2 separate regions of the Zea mays genome follow, and region 1 is linked to region 2. A link is a contact called in public Hi-C data. All regions are on one chromosome and are shown on one strand. Each heading gives the region's core, a stretch centred on a gene start, on an enhancer-like site or on the middle of the called end of the contact. The rest is flanking DNA. Distances are from core to core; before and after follow the strand shown.

What was found. Hi-C and Micro-C count contacts between places; a contact is called where the count stands out from the background.
Region 1: a contact with region 2 is called in a Hi-C map of bundle sheath, with 2.7 times the contacts expected there. The contact joins the enhancer-like site here to the promoter of LOC100272960 in region 2. A contact is called at or near these places in 2 of 25 Hi-C or Micro-C datasets (bundle sheath and ear).

What each region holds. Positions count from the first base shown.
Region 1 is chr8:67,655,711-67,661,370 of Zm-B73-REFERENCE-NAM-5.0, reverse strand. No RefSeq gene overlaps it. Among protein-coding and RNA genes, the nearest start is that of TRNAD-GUC, 8.8 kb to the left of the region's middle. Within about 2 kb of position 2,375, at least 20 of the 20 cell types and tissues checked have an H3K27ac peak or open chromatin away from gene starts, as enhancers often do. A contact at or near this core is called in bundle sheath and ear, where this site is marked.
Region 2 is chr8:67,039,304-67,045,378 of Zm-B73-REFERENCE-NAM-5.0, reverse strand. LOC100272960 reads left to right here and starts at 2,508. Exons shown (of 7, transcript NM_001147412.1): 1 at 2,508-2,846; 2 at 2,959-3,029; 3 at 3,205-3,313; 4 at 3,674-3,756; 5 at 3,915-4,073; 6 at 4,672-4,773; 7 at 4,878-5,236. The coding sequence starts at 2,780. The coding sequence ends at 5,018.

The DNA.
Region 1 (5,660 bases), core at 1,126-3,625, 620 kb before region 2:
TAGGATTCTCACCATGGTAGGAGAGAAGGGTGGGAGTTTTTTTTTTTGTTAATTTACAGGCAGTTTTGATGACTTTCACGCGAAATGGCGCCCCACTGTATGCCGTCCGTGGAGGAGAGGACGACGACACCGGCACGCAGAATAAGGAAGGAGAGAGTAGGGAGACGACGCAGACGCCTCGATCGAATTATGGAAAATGGATGGATGGTTGCATTGGTGTGTGTGCAGTGTACTAGTGTATGGCTTCTTTGCAGGTCTCGAGAGGCGCGAAACAATGGGCTCGTCTCTCCTCCTGCGCGGCGGACAAATTTAAAGCCATGATCCCACACAGACACAGCTCGCAGTCACCGCTACTTGCTTCGGAAAGAAGAGGACGAAGGAAGGAACTCAAGGCCTGTGCCCAGTGTGCCCTGTGTGCGAGGCCGTGGCTGAGACTAGGGCAGTGGGCAGGGTGTTCAGCGTGCGTGGACAATCGGGCATGCATGCATGCATAATGCTTTAGCAGCGAAGCATGGATCGTGTTGAAGATACCATTGCATGGATTATTGGTGCGTCTCGATCAGACACACCCTCCAGCAATGCATGGATAAACATGCGTGGCTAGCGTCGTTTCGAGCCTGAGATATCCACTCCTGGGTATGCTTGCATCCATATAGATTATGTTGCATCGCATATATGCATGGACCATATTATATTACATAAGCCCGGCCGCGCGCAGGACTGAAAAGAGCAGTCCCTATCACTGACTGGACAAAGGGCTTTATTTCCGCTGGTGGTCAAGTTTGATAGATTCTCTCTCACACTGCACACTCTTCTCGGACTCTGAAGGCTGCTGCCTGCTGTTAGTGCGTCTGGGCTGCTGCTGCCTGCTGGCCACTGAGGCTGCGGACGTGTTTGTGTGCGTCCTCTTGTATTCCGGCCGGGTAGGTGATCGACTTTAGGATGCATGCTGCATGCATGCATTAGAGCAACTCCAGTAGTTCTCTAAAAGACTTCTTAAATCAATAATTTAGGTAGTTAACATAAAAACTATTCCCCAACAGTTCTCTAAACGAACTTTCTAAATTTAACAATTTGTCATCTAACCTCATTTTCTCTCTACATTTGGCAACCATTTAACAACTCTCTAAACAAAAATGTTGACTGCATTATATAGTTTTTGTGACTTATTTTTTATGTGGATAAATACAAAACAAAATTACAACTTATATTTAAAAAACTATTGGAGAACTCACATTTTTTTACTTCAAAATCATTTAGCAACTTCTTAAATCTATGATTTAGAGACCTAAAATTTACATAACTATTGGAGTTGCTCTTAGCATGCTCTCGCATGACGGACGGGGAGGTACGGTGGGAAAAGAGCGTGGTTTTTCAGCTAGCGACCGACCATCAGAAAAACAAAAGGGGAGGCTTCCTTTTTTTTTTCTCATTCTTCTTCTTCTCTCCGTTTGGTGCCGGCCGGGAATGTATATGTGCACGCGAAGAGGCTGTGGACCTGTTGTTGCTTCGAGAGTTGGAGATCTTTGAGCGTGGAAAACAACCTAGCAGATAAGGTATATAGATTATCGATCGAGAGGCTTTTGTGTTGCTGAACTCATGATCGGCAAAATCTGTGTACTGAAAGGTGTCCATCATACATGTCTGCCACGCCCGCGGCCAGCGCAAGCAACGTCCGTCCTCGGCCGTCGCCTTTCCATGACGCGGCGGCGTGGCTGTCAGCTGTTCTTAGCTCCGATCGGCGGTGGGGGCCGCCGACGTCGACCACCACCACCCACGTACGACGTAGGCACGCGCCGCGACGAACGAGCAGTCAGCCGCGTGCGATGCGAACATGCAGTGCTTTTGCATGCTCCTGTCGTTCCACGCCTCGACATACGTCAGGAGCACGTAACGTAACGTAACGCGCTTTTGGCTGCATGCATGCGTTGTTTGCGGCTCGATCCATTCTCGTCTCGTCCGTCTCTCGGAAAATCTCGGTCCGTCCGCGCGTGGCAGGCAACAACGTGACGTGCTGGTGTGTGCTTTTTCTCCTTCCCGGGATAAAGAAAAGGCGGGGGCCGCGCGCGCGGCGCTGGAATCGAATCGGCGAACGCACCGGCGGCGGCGGACGAGGAAAGAAAAAAGGCGCGAGGGCCGGAACGGATGGGGAGGGAGCATGGGATGGGGATGGCTGGCCGATGGGGGCGCGAGAACGTGGGGGCAACGGCCAGCCGGGGAGTAAAATAAGGCCAATCATTGGGCACTCAACCGCGGTCCACGTCCGCGGCCCGGCGCGCGACACGGCGAGCGGCGCGTGCGGGCGGGGGCCCTGCCTTCGACCCCGAGCGCGACGGCGCACGCGCGTGGAGGGCACTGGGGGCTCGCTCGCGGTGGGCGGGACGGGGGCCGGGCCGGCTTTGGTGGGCGGTGTGGGCGCCCGTGCCGCCCGCGATCTGTTCTGATCCCGCCGTTTCGGCCACTGTTGGTGATGTGACTATGTGAGTGGCCGCCGTGTCCCCTCGCCCACACGTCTCTCTGCCGCCCGTGCCGAGCGCGCACCGGAGTACACGGAGCGCACGAGTAGCCGGGAAACCAACGGAGCGGAAGAGTCAAGCATTATTTATTCACTCTACCGTATAATCTCTGCTACTCTATAAGAGTAGACGCGAGGGCGTCTACCCAAATCTTTGGTAAAGCATGCCCCGCTGGCTGCCCGCGCTCTCCCTGCTCTCACCGTAGATCCCATCGGCGCCATTGCTCTCTCCTCGCCATCGCCGCTCGATCGCTCCGCGCTCTCCCTGCTCACGCCCTCTACATGGAAGGCAAGCCGAGGCCCAAATCGCTGCTCGCCCGCCCTCTACATGGAAGGCAAGCCGGCGCCCAAATCGCTGCTCGTGGACGGGATCTGCTTGCTCTCTCCTCGCCAACGTCGCTCGATCCGCTCCACGCTCCACCTGCTCCCGCCCTCTACATGGAAGGCAAGCCGGCGCTCAAATCGCTGCTCGCAGACGGGAATCACTGCTCGCAGACAGGATTGCGGCCTCGATCCGCGCTCTCCCCTGCTCTTGCGCTGTACATGGAAGCATGAAGCGAACGGGGAAGGCCGGGGCTCAAATCGCTGCTCGCAGACTGGCCACTCGGTACATCTGAACCATCTCTCGTGGCACTTCCATGATCCAGGTGGAAATTGTCAAAAGTCGAGATAAAGATCGAGTTTTCACATCGTTCGCTGGAGTCAAGAGCAAGAGAGGAGAATGAATTTCGCATAGATTGAGTGGAATTGAGGTATCTTGGAGCGAGGAGGAGACCTCGCGACGCGTGGTGAGGCTGTCTTCGTCGTCGAACCTGGCTCCGCCACTGGATCTGGAGCCTGAATCCATGACCCCGCCTCCGCTGTGGCCCTTCCTATCCGGTGGCGCCTGCTGCGACGGCGGCCTGACCTGCCCGGCGCCGACGAAGGGGAGCGCCCACTGCTGCTGGTGCCCTGCGCCACAACACAAGACACACGGTCCGCCTTTAACGTTAGTTCTTTTTTTTCTTCTTTCCCGCACAAACAACTTTTTTTAGTAATTTCCCACACAAACAGTTACCATCGACACACACGCACAGGCGGCATATGCAGGAGAAGAGAGAAATTTGGAACCTTGCCATTATTGCAAATGGGTTTCATCACTTTGCCATCATTTTAAAGGGCTTAGCCTATATGCCATTATCAAGCAAGACCCATATGCTTAAATGCCTTTTTCGCAATTCAATAAAACGAAAAATTGATTGGATATAATCTTCCTTCGTCTACCTCCAGCCGAACAGCACACCACCTCTACCTCCGTCCTCGGGACCGACGCGGCTACATATCTTCTCTTCTTGACTGCAGCGGGCTTGCCACAGTGGCCTTGGTCGTAGCAGCAGCACGCCACGAGCAGCGACGCCAGAGAAGAGGGAGTTCCAAATGGCGATTACAATGAAGACCAGACGACAAAAGACATGAGCGAGGTGAAAATTGTGCAGGGTGGCAACGTCCCGGACGATGACGGTGCAACGCTCAACATGGGAGTGGCGTCACGCGGCGGTGGAAGCAACAGCTGGGGACCTTCAACTACGACTACCAGAGCTATGCGCTTAACTTTAACCAGAGCACTGACGAATAGCAGCAGCGTGCTGAGTTTGCTTTGGACAACGTCGGTGGTGGTTGGCTGATGGTCTCACCAGTGAGAAAAAGAGAAGCGGAGAAGGCTATTCTTCTCTAATCGATTTTTCGTTATTAAATTGCGAAAAAGCATTTTAACATATGCGTCTTTTTTGATAATGACATATAAGAGAAGCCCCTTAAAATGGTGGCAAAGCGGCGAAACCCATTTGCCATAATGGCAAAATTCTAAATTTCTCACGAGAAGACGATGTCGCAAGATCAAGAGCGCTGTCGCACGACAAGTCTGAGCTGTCTCGCCGCTTCGAGCGACTGGTTCAGGTCCGTCATGAGCTACTAGAAGGGAAATGTGACCTTGGAAAGTTTGTAGACGAGGTCTGCCTCATCCTAAAGTACGTAGTGAGCCAATGCTTCTCGAATCAAGATCAGACCGACACTATGAGCCGTGATACAGAGGATTTTGATGGAGCTAAGCCATCAGGTGCAGTTACCATCGACGGTACGCATGATACTGAAAGCGCTAAACAAGCAGCGACTTCAGCTTTTCAGACAGATGTAGATGAAGAACCAATTCAGTCAATTGAAAGCTAGACTACGGCGACCAATCATCTGCAGAAGCTTGATATAGAACTCATACATGCCCTACAACAGCAGGATGGTAGTAGTATCCTTTCAAGGAGAAAATCGGCGACATACTGTGAGATGCAAAGGTAGATTTATATGCTGCTACGTGTATTCGTCACTTTTAAAAAAATGTTGTCAACAATTTTTTTATGTATGTTCTTGATCATATAGCCCTGCTTCTGAGGCAAATGTGGAACGTCGGGCAGCGCAAGAGGAAAGTCATTTAGCAACAGTAAGTTAAGTTACTGTGTCTGTCTATAGTTATCAGTACACCATCAGGAACTGAACTCACAATATCAACATCATTCACTGCAGAGCTCAGAGATCCTCGCAACGGCTGACAAGCCCGCCAAGTGCCAGGAGACGATCACGATCCTTCGCCAAGTGTCTATTGTTCGGTGGGCGCCAATGTTGGGGACTTGTTCTCAAATGCTATGAATTAAGAACAAGGCAACATAAAATGTTAAATGATACTGTCCTTCGTCCGTGAAGCATTATTCCTTTGAGGATAATGGGTCTAGGACGAAGGTTGATAAAAGTCTTATTACGAAGTTGAACTTTCGTAATAAACTTTCAATAAACATTGTAAGATAATACAAAATAAAAGGTATAAAATGGATAAATGTTTCACAGATACATTATATCATATTCACTTAATACATTGAATCATTAAATACAATAATACCTATGCCTTGACAAAGGTTGTATTCCGAGAGATGCGATTGCAAAAATCAGAATGCGTGAACAGTAACGGAATACTGTTCACTATTTATAGGCACAGGACGCAGCCTGTGAGGAATTACAAGTATGCCCCTTATAAAAACTTACAACATTGACTCAGACATTTATGGACTAAAAGGTCATTCTATCTTTAAGTCGGTTGGCAATGCCGAAGCTTTACGAAGAG
Region 2 (6,075 bases), core at 1,259-3,758:
AAGGTGAGAAATAAGAACGACGGCCACAAAATAACATGAATCTTGATTGTTTGACTGTGCGTGCCTGGGGGATGGAGCAGTGGCGCCCAGCGCCCTGGAATCCTGGAGGATTGGATTGGCTAGATGGCGAACGATGATCACGTGGAGGGTATGGTCGCACAGACGCGCGATAACGTGAGTGTGATGACTGGGCAGTGGGCAACATGTGTCGCGTGGTCCGTGTGCGTCGGGCGTCCGTGTGCCTAGCCCTACCGGCTTGTTAGCTACATATACTATTTTACTACTAGTATATAGCCCGTGCTAATGCTACGTTCCTAAGAAGGGGAAGATTGGGGTGAACGGCGACGGTGGTGACGCGAGGGTAGGGGTTGACGGCGGTGTGGACGTGAGGAGGGGAGGGCTAAAGGATGATCCAAATAATATTGTCCATTAGATTTGAGTGCGCAAGAGAGATGATGTTATTCAACGATCTGAACCGTTGATTTTGATGTTGTGTAAGTATGAGTGCAATTTGTTTGGTGGATTTAGTAAAGATTATGGGTGTGTGGATTATTTGGTTGGATGAGTTTTGTAAAGTGTAAAATAGTGTATTATATTATGATATAGATACTAAATATTTGGCCCCTATTACTTTTGGGCCCTCGGTCGTCGCCTCTGTTGCATGGGATCAGGGCCGGCCCTAACTGTCCTCTACGGCCTCTAGAACATCCTCGTCTAACTATTTCCGCTGACATATCCAGGACAACAATATTATGCTTGAGACAAAAATCCTTGGCCTCTTCAAAAATATCATTCTTCCAATTGTCATACCCTATCGCACCACTGTAGCTTTCAACACCAAAGTTTTCCCTTCTTGGTTGCTTGAAAAGGAAACAATAAAAGCAAAAATCCGCATCTTTAGCAACATTGTATTCCAACAATTCATGCTTTTTGAACCATCATTCCTGAAAAATTCTTTGTCTATCTCCTATTTGCTTCTTGGGAAATATGTGACATTTTGGTTGACAAGGGCATAACAATAAATACTCTCTTCTAACAATATCTCGAATGTTCACATCTAACTCTTCAATTGGTTTTCGAAGTCTATGATCACCAACAATATTATTTTGATTGAACATAACATTGGGATTACCTTGCACATTTTGACTAGCATCAGTCCCAATCTCAGTATCTATTGATTCCGTATTATTTTGTGTAGTCCCAACATCTAGTGATTCTTGATTGTTTTCATTTTCATCCAAATTAGTCCCAATTTGTACGTCTTGAATGATTTCATTTGATTCTTGATTTGACGTGACTTGATAAAATGATGTTATTGTTCGAACTCTCTTCATATTGTACACTGTAATTGTAACACTAATCACTATGGATTATGAAACTTTCTAGACACAACATAATTTTCTCGGTGTCAAACAACAAGCACAAACCATGGAATTGGAAACGCGAGGCTCACCATAGGTTGTCGGGTTGCGCCTGCTGCGCCTGCGCTGCTTGCTGGCTGCTGCACGGTGTATGTGCGGCTGCGACTGCTCCTGCTCCTGCTCGCCACTTCGCCAGCTTGCCGCAGACCCGTAGTGCCTCGCCCGCGTGCGGCCCTTGGGCCGGCGGGAGTGCAGGCCGGCTGCCCCTGCTCGGCTCCTAGTCCGCGTGACCGTGCCCCGGCGCCCGGCGCCTCCGCAGAGGAGCAGGCGAGCAGCCGCCAGCCCGCCACATTTGCTAGTTGGGTTGTTCGGTTACTATTCATATTTTTGGGTTGTTATTACACAATTAGTCCGTCCAAGAGTAGGGCCTGGGCCCTAGTGACCATAGGCCTGAATCCGCCCCTGCTTGACGGGTTGCTATCACAAGCAGTGGTGCAAAGAGCCTGGTAGCGGCCGCATGAAAGTTGTCTCTATGCGTCTGTGGACCGACGCTTTTAACTCACATCTAAAGTTGTTTGTTTGGGATCAGATAATCCATATACATAGGACGTGGATACCTTGCCTTGCGAGTTAGGGCCAGACATTTAGGCCATGTTTGAATGTAGTTAGCTGCTAACATTAGCTAAAAATATCTAAACATTATAATTAATAGTTTAAATATTAACTACTTTTAGTAAATTAGTTAGTTGGCTAGCTTATTCAACTAGCAGTTTTTTAACCAACTAACTCGTTCTACTATATTTAAACACCCTTTAATATATATTCTTTCTGTTATTTTCTATGTGTCGAGTTTTAGTTTAAAAATTACCTACCGGATGATAAAAAACATTTGAGAACCGAGGTGGTAGAAGATAATGACAAAAATCGCACGAACAAAGAAAATTTAGCCAAATAAGGTTAGCACATGGTTGATTGGAGGGTGCTCAAGAGGAGAGGACACGAGTGACGGCAGCATAGGCTGATCCGCAACAGATCCGCATATCCTTCCTCCCTTCCGTATCCGCCGATCAACCGGCCACAAAAACTCTCTCACTTACATTTGCGGGCCCATTGAACGTGCGGCCCACTTTCATTGAGAGACGAACACGCGAGTAGAGAATTTCTCCTGCCTGCTCACGACCGCCCTCTCGCCGGTCGCCGGTCGCCGCTCGCAACGCAAGTCGGAAGAGGAATCTCTCCAAGCTCCAATCCTCCGATCCTGCCCCAACCCAAGTCCCCTCCACCAGGCCGCACACCTCCGCCGCCCGGCGCGACCTTGCATCCACCAGCCTGCCCTCTCCTTCGCGTGAGGCGGCCCCGGCGACCGCGTCGGCAGTGCAAGACCAGACCGAGGCTTCTCCCGTTGGAAGGTTCCAGCCATGGCGAGCGCCGATCTGCTGCGGAAGGAGGAGGAGTTCTACTCCTCCCTCTTTGATTCCGCAAAAGGTAACCCGCCCATCCCCTTTACCCGAAAGGAAAAAAAAACTCCTCTTTCGATGCTCACATGTCGAGCTCAACCCCCAAATCCGCCCCTTATTTTAGTGCTGCGTGAACGCAGGCGACGGCGTCAAGTCGCGCTCGCAGGTGATTGAGAGGAAGATTGAATCCCTCGAGGACATGGCCACCAAGGTCGTTCCTGCTGCCTTCTACGCCTTGCTGCCCTTTTTTCGTTTTTTTTTTCCTTTTCGTCATGCCTGAATGCTCTCATGCAAGTAGTAGTTCTGGTGTAATATCAGACTTGTTGTGATGTGTGTTAGGGGTCTGCAGGTCAATGCTTTACACATTGCAATGTTATATCACTCAGGTCAGCAACCGGAGATCAAGAAGATGGTTGAACGACCGCTTGCTGATTGAGCTTGTCCCACGCCTTCATGTTGAAGAAATCAAAGGCCTCTTTGCTCCTCCACCATGGGGTATGCTCCGAATACTGCTCCAGTATTTTTTTAAAAAAGCATGCTTTTTCTATGCTTCGCAGTTCAAATGTTCTTTAACTATTTGTACTAACTGCTTGCGATTGCCCCTTGTATGCTAGAAAAGCTATAGACTATGTTCACAAAATCATAAAGAGACAACATTCTTTCTCTTGAAGTTAAAACATGTCCATGTTAAATGCTCACAAGTACTGCAGTACTGGAAATTCGTGTCCTCGTGCATATCTTGTTGTTCTTCTATTTATATCATTTAAAGAGAATTCTTATATGCATATGACATGTCATCTTTTCCTTCTTCTTTTTTGAGGAAAAGCTCATATGTATATTACAATGATTATGTAGGTGAGGAGCTGCCCTTGTCAGCATTCTGCAGGACAAGTGTTAGTGACTGGGAGGCCTTCAGGAGCATCGACATGGATGCTGAGGTGTGTAGAGCCAGTCCTGCTAGCCGCATTCTGTTCATCATTGTTCACTATATAATTTAGTGAAATGCACAATGAGAAGCGATATCTGTATATCACAGAACAGTCACATGCACTTGTTATGGACCAGCCATACTAAAGCAACTTATTCTTATTTGCAGGCAAGATTGATGCAACACATGAAACGATCATCCGAAAAACAAAGGACTCATGTCGACGAAGATGAATTGATTGCTCTGAATGCTTGGCGTCGTATAGGTCGCCAAACAAGAGAAGCTATTAAGAAAAAATTTCTACCTGATCTACTTCAAATATATGAAGTATTGCCTTCTTTGCTTTAGTTTAACCCCCTCTTTTTCCATAAAAACCAGGCTCATTCTCTTCATCTCCTCCACAATTGATTGAAGTGATAATATTTGATGAAAGCTAATCTGTTTTTCTTGCAAACAAGACATGAGAGTTCTTGGTTATGTATTTATATATATCTGAATCTGCTATCTTTCTCGCACATGCTAATTCATCATGCATACCACATCTAATTTGTTATTTGTAGTTTCAAGCCTCAATATTATGCGAAGTCTATGAGACAGGATAAATTTTATTGAATAGCTTTCTAAATTTACAGTATCGACAATATCAATTTAGTGCTATGCTTATAAAAGCAAAGATGTCGTTGTTATGACTTATATCTGTATGATGCCTAGGTTTTGTTTGGAAAATAATGTTCAGAAAAGGTGCATTGTGGGTCTCTTTGTCTGCTGCCCTTGTTTCCACCTTGTGTAAATATTTTTCCTGTCTTCAAAAGTTGGCATCAGTTTTGCAGTTTTCTTATGCCACTGCTAACAACTTCTCTTCCAGTCTATTTGACTTGGCGTGTCAGTTGTTTATACTATCAGCTTTTGCGTTTCATGTTTGCAGGAACAGGTTAGGGCCTTCATTGAAGGTACTGGTGACAGCGACGTGCTTGTGCTGAATGTCCAGGACCCGTTCCAGAGGCTGCTTCTGCACGGTGTTTGTGAGGTGACTATGTTCCCATGTCCGATAAAACCCAACAGTTTTATGCTAAAGAATTTAGTTGCTCTTAAAAATAGTAGTGGTCTTGATCAGGGTTTGTCTGTTTGCAGTTCTATAACGTAACCTCAATGACCACAAGCAGTGTAAGGGACGGGAAGCCATGGAAGAGCACCACCATCAAGAAGAGGCATGTCACCGGTCTTCCTCCGAGAATCACATTAGTTAGCTTCCTGAGGATGAGGAAGAATTAGTCGTCCCAGTAACATGTGGATGTGAGGGTCCTACACTAATTCGCCTGGATGTGTACTAAAAAGACAAATTTGTTGCTTTAGGTCGCATCTAGCATGTAATCAAATGTAAAATATCCATGTCAAATGTAAAATACATTGCAAGACCTTGTTCCAGATGAAGAAACTCAAAAGTGTAAGCCCCTACTTCTATCACTGAGTCTATGAAAGAGGCTTAAGCCAAAATATCTGTTGCGTAGCATTTTATGCCATATTCCACCTATCTATCATGTGGTCAGGAAGCGGTAGAAAATTAAGGCCTTGCAAAATTGCAATCCTATCCACTTGCTGGAATCTGAATCTAAAAAAAAAGGTTTCTGAATGCTTGTCCTCATTTTTTTTCTTTTATTGCCTGACAACTCCTATTCTCCATGTCTGCCATTGTGGCTAAAGCCCACAAGCAGCAAAGCATTGGCACCAGCATAGTATAGCATCCAAGCTAGAGTATAAGGTACGTACCTTCATCAATGGAAATATAAAGTAGGATATTCAACTTTGACAGCTCCAAGGTGCTTCATTCTGATAACAGATGTAATCAGCGTCATTGTTAAACCGATGTAAATGTAGTTCAGCTACAAGGAGCAGAATTATATTATATATGGACAGACAATTGCAAAAGTGCAGCACAGCACTTTGGGTGCTTATAAAAAAACATATAAAAGTTCCACATAGACCACCACTTGCGGGTTCTATTCTTTATGGAGCAAGCACCAGCAGCAGCTTTCCTCTTCGTTTCCACAAGCTAGCAGTAAGCAGCAGCGGCCAATGCATCGGCCCAGCTTCGAAGCCCATCCGGTGGCCCATTCGGCACCTGGGCGAACGACAGCAGGAAGCCGGTGAGCGCGCACCCGGTCCGGCTGTCGGCTGGCGTGCACCTACCTGCACGGACGGCTAGCCGACGACGGAGAACGGCACCATGGACGCGCCGAGCAGCGCGACGAAAAGGTAGCAGCGCTGGACGGGACGCGGAATCAAATGGAGCGCATGTCAGCTGTGAGCGAAGTTGCAAAATGTGGCCGGT